2 separate regions of the Sus scrofa genome follow, and region 2 is linked to region 1. The links are chromatin contacts, called in public HiChIP or PLAC-seq maps. All regions are on one chromosome and are shown on one strand. The core of a region is the stretch at or near the end of the contact, and the rest is flanking DNA. Distances in the headings are between cores, read along the strand shown.

What was found. HiChIP or PLAC-seq counts read pairs in DNA pulled down with a chosen protein or histone mark.
Region 2: a contact with region 1 is called in an H3K27ac HiChIP or PLAC-seq map of skeletal muscle. The contact joins the enhancer-like site here to the promoter of NATD1 in region 1. A contact is called at or near these places in 1 of 5 promoter capture datasets (liver), 4 of 47 Hi-C or Micro-C datasets (embryonic fibroblasts, mesenteric adipose tissue, retroperitoneal adipose tissue and 1 more) and 1 of 2 datasets of contacts at active chromatin or transcription factors (skeletal muscle).

Annotation. Positions count from the first base shown.
Region 1 is chr12:61,374,714-61,378,891 of Sscrofa11.1, reverse strand. It overlaps NATD1 (protein NATD1), which reads left to right and starts at 1,857. Exons shown (of 3, transcript XM_021068053.1): 1 at 1,857-2,323. The coding sequence starts at 2,218.
Region 2 is chr12:61,493,382-61,497,552 of Sscrofa11.1, reverse strand. The region is part of intron 1 of KCNJ12 (ATP-sensitive inward rectifier potassium channel 12); the gene reads right to left. Among named protein-coding and RNA genes, the nearest start is that of KCNJ12, 57 kb to the right of the region's middle. Within about 2 kb of position 2,607, at least 9 of the 83 cell types and tissues checked have an H3K27ac peak or open chromatin away from gene starts, as enhancers often do. A contact at or near this core is called in retroperitoneal adipose tissue and skeletal muscle, where this site is marked.

The DNA of each region.
Region 1 (4,178 bases), core at 608-3,107:
TCTTGTTTGGTTTCCAAACACACCTGGTTTTTGTTTGTTTGTTTGTTTGTTTTAATTAATTTATTTATTTGCCATTTCTAGGGCGGCTCCCACGGCATATGGAGTTTCCCAGGCTAGGAGTGGAATCGGAGCTATAGCCGCCGGCCTACACCACAGCCACAGCCACAGCCACGTGGGATCTGAGCCGTGTCTGCGACCCACACCACAGCTCACAGCAACGCCGGATCCTTAACCCACTGAGCAAGGCCAGGGATCGAACCTGCAACATCCCGGTTCCCAGTCGGATTCATTAACCACTGCGCCACAACGGGAACTCCCAAACACACTTGTTTTTTTAAAAAAAATCTGCTAGGCTAGTATATTCTCCAGAAATATGTCCAAACGAAGGACTCAAAACCAAACAATAAGAAGAACGGCAATAAAAAAAATGAACAGGCAAAATACTTACACAGGCACTTCGCAAAACTAGATAACGAAACAGTCAAGGAGGGGACACACAAGGTTTAACGCCATCAGCCTTCAGGCAAAGGCAAGTTAAAGCCAGAGCGCGACCACCTCATAACCGTCAGGGGAGCTAAAATCAAAAAGACTGATGACCCCAAGAATAACTCTCAAAACTGTTGGCAGGAGTGGAAAACGGACCAAGCTCTTCGGAGAAAGGTCTGGCAATGCCTCATAAAACTCACTGGTACAAGGCAGCCTCGCAGACGCATGTTCACGAATGTCCACCAAAGTTTTACTCCTAACAGTCAGAATCCAAAAACCACCCAAATGCCCATCAACAGTGGCCAGATAAACAAACGATGGAGGACGTTTCCAAGCTGCAAAGCAGGTTAAGGATCCAGCATTGCCACTGCTGTGGCATGGGTTTGAGCCCTGGCCCAGGAACTTCCACATGCCCCGGGTTCTGCCCAAAATGTAAATAAATCGTGGAATATGCACACAATGGAATATGATTCTGTGATGGAAAAGATACTCCCAACAACGTCTCCCAACAGCGTGAGTTAATCTCACAGAGAAAATGTTCAACAAAAGAAACTGGACCCTGAAAGCACACACTGCATCTGCTGGAGTATTTATTTACTGATTTATTTGCTGCGCCCACTGCATACAGAAGTTCCCAAGTCAGGGACTGAAACTCTCCACAGCAGCAACTTGAGCCGCTGCAGTGACAACGCTCGATCCTTAAGCCCCTGTGCCACCAGGGAACTCCTCTAGCTGCTTTTCACACGAGGTTCCAGGAAAAGCAAATTAGAGAAGGAGAGTGGTTAGCTCAAGGGGTGGGGTACTGACGGGAAAGGAGAACGCAGTGTTACTTATCTGGAGGTAGGCGGTGGTCACCAGGCAGTGACGTCATGCTTGCACCTGCATTAACAGACTAGTAAAAAGTCACCTGGAGTCATGCGACTCCGGGGGCAGCTTTTGGTGTGACAAGTGGAGAGGGGGCCAAAACTCCTTTCAGAAAAGAAGCCTGGGCTCCCACCTCTCGCAAGAACCTCGCGCTCTCGGGACTCAATTTCCCCCTCTGCGAGTGGATCCGGGGAGCTCGAGGCACTTCCCTCACTCCGTCCCTGGCGGAGAGGTGACATTTCACCCGACCCCGAGCGATAGTTCCGGGAGTAATCCCGACGCAGCGTGGTGTGACCCTCGCAGGTCTCTCACTGCCCCGGGCTACTGTCCTCTCGGTGAAAGGCAGTCAGGCGCACCTACTTCCCAGGGTCTCGGCGAGTCTCCAAGGAGCGCTTCCTGCAGCTTCCGGGGCTTGGCTGCGCTCGGGCACACAGCAAGCGCTTAATAAGCGGTGGCTGCGAGGGGATCGGCGGGAACTGCCCGGTAGGTCTTCACACCTTTTTGAGAAGCGGCCGCGGGGCTGGGGGGTGGCGGGGCGGGGGCCCCGTCTCAAGCGGCCCGGACGCCAGAGGCCCAAGGGCCCAGGCGCGGGGCTGGGAGCCGCGCGGCGCCTTTAAGAGCCGAACGGAATGTATCAAAACAGAGCGGCCGCGCGCCCACTGGCCGCGCGCCGCACGTGACCGCACAGCTGATTTCCTGCTCCCCCCTTTTTGTTGCTGCCGCCGCCGCCGCCGAGTGTCAGTTTCTGAGCCGCCGCCTGCGGTCGGCCTCCCGGTGCGGGTCCGCGCGCGCCTCCTGCAGAGCCGGCCCCCGGCCCCGCTGCGCTCCCCGGCCCGCCGCGCGCCCCCGGCCCGGGTCCGAGCGCCCATGGCGCAGTCGCCCGCCGCCGTGCCGCCGGGCGCGCCGGAGCAGGGCTGCCCCATCCGCGTGGAGCACGACCGTCGTCGCCGCCAGTTCACCGTCAGGCTCAACGGTAACGCGGGGCCCGCCGCCCCGCCTTTTGTCTGCGCGCGCGACCGCGGCGCGCGCTGCGAAGCCGGGGACGCACTCCTGGGCTTGGCGGGGGCGGGCTACCGGGAGAGGCGCGCCCACGCGGGGCAACCGGGGCGGGCAGGGCTCCGGGGAGGCGGAGGCAGGCGCCGGGAACCCCGCACCTGCTCCGCCCGGCTCTTTTCCGGGCTGCTGCCTGGGTCCTGGGAGCGGGTGGGCCGCGACCTTCCCCTTCCCCCGTGTTAAGTGGCTGCTGGCTGCCCCTGGGAACCTTAGCTTTTCTGCACCGAGGGGGTTGAAAGAATCCGCTGGGCGCACCCGAGGCGGACAGCGGGGCTTCTGCCCTGGAGGGAGGCAGGGGGGCGATGTCGCCATCAGACCCCAGCGGCTCTGAGACTTTGGCCAAGTTGCCTCATCTCTGTGCGCCCCAGCGTCTCCATGTCTACAGTGGGAATAACACCAGGGCACAACTACTGGCTGATTTTAAGGATGAGATGCCACAGTAGGAGGAAGGCTCAGAACAGTGCCTGGCGGCACAGAGTAAGTGCAGGTAAACACAGGCTGGTCATTGTTTTTTAAACCAGAAAGCAAAAATCTTCGTTTCCTGTAAAGAACGCTTCCATCCCCTACTAACTCACAGGCCCTCTGCCCAAGAGGTTTGGGGATGGAAAGTAGAAAGATAAAATGGAGAGCTGAACCCCCTTCTGCTTTAACGACTTTTTTCCCCTCCAAGCCAGGCCCCCTGTGCGTGGCAGTGTTCAAGCTGAAAGGGCTCTTCCAGGCCGCTGTACCCATTTCTGAGAAAAGAAGGGAGAGGCTTCCTGATGCCAGGCCGTGGACTGAGGCAGAGCGGGGACAGGGGCCCCGCTGGTCTGACTCCTGAACCTGGGCTCTTCCCACCTGCCTGTGGACAGGGTCTGGGCCCTGGAGCAGAGCCGCTGCTCAGACCCCTGTTTGGGCTGAGCTGTGCCCTGAGCCAGGCCCCGCACACCTCTGTTAGAACATCCGTATGATGTTGGCACCCCCTGCCCACATTCAGAGTAAACCCGGGCTGGGGCAACAGGGAAGGAGTGACGTGCCCAGCGTCACCAGTGCCAGGCCACGGGCCGGCAAGTCCTTCCACCCCTGGCGCTGACGGTGGCCCAGCGGGTCATGACACTCAGGGCCCTAGCTACCCTTGTGCAGAGGGGCCTCGTGGCCTTTCAGATCCTCTTTTCTGAGGCTCCAGAGGGGCCTGTGATTCCCTCGGGGGGCTCAGGGGGCCTTGCACACCCCCCGAGACAGAAGAAGAAGGGGATGTTTGGGGTTTTCCTTCTTTGTTTTCCACATGAGTAGAGCCGGAGGAAGCGCCTCCAGAACTGGCTGTGGTCAGAGCTGGACGTGCCCAGCCATCTTTCTAAACTCGCCCCCTTCCAGAGCCTGCTGCCCAGCTGGCTAACGATAAAGTGGACTGGGCTCCCCAGCCAAGCCCAGGAGCAGCTCCTCTCCAGCCTGCAAGGTGGGGCGGTGCAGCCAGGTGCAACCTGGTCTGGGTGTGTCTGTGGGGGGCAGAGGGCAGGAGACGGGTCGTCTGAGCCTCCCCTCCCCCGCCCCCACCTCAGCTGAGAAGGGGAGCAGGCTGCCCTGGGTCAGGCAGGCCCTGGAGGCCAGCTCTCAGTGCCCAGCTGAGGCAGGGCCATCCTGGGGTTCCGGGTGGAAGCCTCGGCCCCGCCATCCCCGGGCAGAGCAAGGCTGATGAGCCTCAAGCTGGCTCTGGTTCTGGGGCGTGAAGAGGTTTGAGCAGCTGTGTGCGTTAAGGCCTCGGGTTCCAGGAAGGCCCCAGGCGTTGCTGGGTGGGG
Region 2 (4,171 bases), core at 1,358-3,857, 120 kb before region 1:
CAGGGCAGAGCAAGACGGGCCCCCGGAGAAAGTCACAGCTGGAAATTATCGGCTCTTCCTCACACCAGACCCGGTGGCAAGTGTTTTACAGACGTCAACTCATGTCAGCCTGACAACACGCCCAAGCGGGAGCCACTGCTGTTCCCCTTCCTGAAACAGATGCCGTGGAACATCCCCCAAGGCCACAGAGGACACAGGGCCTCACCTGCACTCCTGGCTGCCACCCCCAGAGCCTTCCGAGCACCAGCCACGGGGCCCCGTTGGGACGGACGGCCAGACCCCTGCGCGCCTCTCCAGCAGGGAGAGGGCAGTGGGCAGGGGCTCTGAGTTTTAGGGACCCACCCTCCCACAGCCAGTGCGGGCGTGACCCACGGCAATACTGGCTTCCCTGGCCGGGATTAAAGGAACTGTCAGTGAGTCACCGCCAAGTCATAAGCCTCCCGGAGGATGACAACAGTGGGTTCAAGCCAAGCTGTGTGTCCTGGGGTGGGTCATCCCCGAGCCCAGCCCTCTGCTTCCTCTGTCGGAGGAGGGCCCGGCTGGTCCCTGGGCCAGGCTCTCAGCTCAAGACTCCGGGTTCCCAGCTCCCTGCTTCCCTCTCTCATCACTCCCAGAGCAGCAGCCACGGGCCTTCTGACGGCCTCTCAGCCCTTCCCCTCTCAAAACTGAGGGGGGCAGTTCCCGCCGTGGCTCGGTGGTTAATGAACCCGACTAGCACCCATGAGGAGGCGGAGTTTGATTCCTGGCCTTGCTTAGTGGGTTCAGGACCTGGTGCTGCCGTGAGCTGTGGTGTAGTTTGAAGACGCAGCTCAGATCCCGTGTTGCTGTGACTGCGGCGTAGGACGGCAGCCACAGCTCGGATTCGATCCCTAGCCTAGGAACCTCCATACACCGCAGGTGTGGCCCTAAAAAAGACAAAAAAACAAAAAACCCAAGGGAGGGTCCACCCCAGACCCCCTCACAGAGCTGAACACTCCATGGCAAGGACCTGTTCCCAGGTTGCTGATATCTTTTTTTTTTTTTTTTTTTTTTTTTTTTTTGTCTTTTTAGGGCTGCACCTGCAGCATATGAAGTTCCCAGGCTAGGGGGCAAATCAAAGCGGCAGATGCTGGTCTACACCACATCCACAGCCGTAGCAACGTGGGGTCCAAGCCATAGCAACGTGGGGTCCAAGGATCATGACAACGCTGGATCCTTAACCCACTGAGCGAGGCCAGGGATCGAACCCGCATCCTCATGGGTACTAGTCGGGTTTGTTACCACTGAGCCACGACAGGAACTCTACCAGGTCGCTGACTTCTTGCCCTCCCCTGGAGTGGACACGCACGGTGCCCGGCCCACATGCTGGGCGCCCAGCTTTGGTGACTCCAACTTTTCCCGCCCCCACGAGGGACAGACAGGAACTGAGGCCAAGAGAGGTGAGGTCACTGGCCCTGAGTCACCTAGACCTGGAACTGAGCAGAGAGGGGCACGGGGCCACAGGGAAGCGGAGAAGCCGAGGGGGAGCAGGTGGCCAGCCCGCCCTCCTCACTTCCTCTCGGCTGCCGGACCAGCCCCAGGCTCTCTCCTTCCTGACTCCCAACTTCGCGGAAGGGCTTTTCTCCGGACCCGTAATTCCGGTCAGATTTGCCCAATCCCGGGAGGGAAGGAAAACCAGCTCCTCTCTATGCAGGAGGAAACGGAGGCTCAGAGCAGAGAAGTGGCCTGTCCGAGGTCACAAAGCCACGGGGTGAGGGGCAGCTCCGAGACAAACCCCAGGACGACGGACGCCCTGTCGACGGCTCCCTCTGCCCTGCAGTGGCCGCCGCAGCCCGCGAGCGCGGGCCCAACCCTCTAAAGTTCGCAAACACGAGCCTGGCTGGTGGTCACAGTCCTTGACCGGGTGGTCTAGAGCGGGGGCAGGTCTGCCCATGACACAGGGGTGACCTGAGCCTCCCAGCAAGACGTCCTCCGCCTGCCAGCAAGTGTGCGAAGCCCCGGGCCCCTGCCACCCGCCATCCTAGCGGCCAAGGGCGAGGCCCTTCCCTCCCTGAGGCCCCGAACTGCAGTGTGGTGGGGGAGAGGCGCTGGGCAGAGGCCCTGCACCGCGTGGCTCTGTTGCCACCATCGTTCTCAGCGAGGACAGCCTTTCCTGCAGCCCCCGGTCCTGCGTTCAAGCCCTGGTCACCCCCAGCTCCCTCTGGGAACGTCCCTGGGCCTCAGGCTCCTCATCTGCTGATGGGCAGACCCCTCCTACCTCGGGGGGGGGGGCTGTGAAGGGGTGAAGCCAGGCCCCGCCCCGGTCTCTGGCACACACGGCAGACGCTCGGTAGGAGCCTGTCCTCCCAGCAGCTCACAACCGGCTCAGGATTCCGGCCTGATGGACAGTTGGGCCTCCCGTGCGGCCTGAGTAACAGGCAGCGAGGCAGGAGAGCCCTGGGCTCCACCGGGCAGAGGCCTGGCCGCCCTGTCCCTCTGTGCTTGGGGTGTCAGTGCTGGCAGATCAGGCCAACCCTGACCACGAGCAACCGCGACCCCTCGGGGCCCTCAAACTCTGTGCCCTGGGGGTTGGGGCTGGAGGCCCTGACCGACACAGGGACAGGCTGTGCCAAGTGCCCGGGAGGGCGGATGTCCCGGCTCTGACCCCGGGTGAAGCCAGGGCAGGAAGTTCTGGCCCCCTGAGTGGACGACAGGTCAGGCCAGGCACTGGGGAGCGTTTCCGAGGGTATTTTTATCTTGAGAACATCCTTCGGGGGGAGGGGGGAGGAGGGACAGAGTGTCCTTGGCCCCAGGCCCCTGGGAGCAGCAGAGGCCAGAGGCCTCTGGGCACCCTTTCCTAGAGTGGCCACTGCAGACGCTGCCCCATTCCTGGGCTTGAGTCCCAGGAGAAAGTGGGACCTGGAGGGGTTTCCGTGGGGCTCCAGTTCTGCTGGAACTCACTGTGGGACCCGGGGCAGGGCCCTGTCCCTCTCCGGGCCTCCCTCTCGCCGTCGGCCTTTCCCGAGGGCCTGCTCCACGCTGGCCTCAGCTGGGTCCAGGGACGTGTGGATGGAGTGGAGAAAGCCCCTGCCTGCAAGGGTCGCCCTGCCGAGCAGGCAGACAGCAAAGGGACCAGCAGCCACAACAAGCAGGGTCGTCAGGGCCACAGTCAGAGCCGTGGAGCCCAGGGGGTGTCTGACCGTCGAGGGTAAGGGTCTCATGGACAGCACCCAGCCCGAGCCCGAGCCCGAGCCCGAGCACGGCACAGTGAGCTCTGCCCTCGCGCCTGGCCCTGGCAACGGCTCACCCAGCTCTCCGCCTCCCTATTCCTGGCTGCGCACAGGGGGCTGTCCTTCCAGCCCCAACACTCCGGTCCTAAGGACTGGGGGCTGAGGGGGTAGAGAGAGGCAGGCACCCTGTCACCCTAACGACAGGGAGGGCGGAGGCGTCCTGAGTGCCCACGAGTGCAGGTTGCGCTGATGTGGGGGGAACTGAGGCTCTGAGAGGCCCTGGATGTCATTTCAATGAGCTTGGACTTGACCCCAACGGCGGGGGGCGGGGCGGGGAATAGTTTGAGAATATAAACTCAGGGCTAGATGGCTTGGGTTCAAGTCTTGCCTCTGTCCCTTGCTGGGTGACCCTGGGCAAGTCATATAACCTCTCTGAGCCCATTTCCTCATCTGTCAGCTGAGACCAATGATGTTCTCTCTCTGCCGGGTTTCATCAAGTTAACACGTGGCGCTGGAAATTTCCTGGTCCCCCAGCCACTCCCACTGTCGCATCCCTGAGCCCCCGACTCACACTGAAGAGGGGTCACGGAGTGGTCGGGGACCGACCCTCCCCTCCAAGCAGGAAGGGGTGAGCGTCGGACACGGTGGGAAGGAACTCCGAGGGAGGGATCCAGAGAGCGGAGGCACATGGTGGCTAGTTTTCTTCCAGCTGTAGGTTTGGGGCTTTTTGTTTTGCTTTTTAGGGCCACGCCCGCAGCCTATGGAGGTCCCCTGGCTGGGGGTCGAATCAGAGCTACAGCTGTCGGCCTACACCACAGCCACAGCCACTCGGGATCGGAGCCGCGTCTGCAACCTACACCACAGCTCATGGCAATGCCGGATCCTTCACCCACTGGACGAGGCCAGGGATCGAACCCGCGACCTCGTGGTTCCTAGACAGATTTGTTTCCACTGCGCCACAACGGGAACCCCAGCTGTAGTTT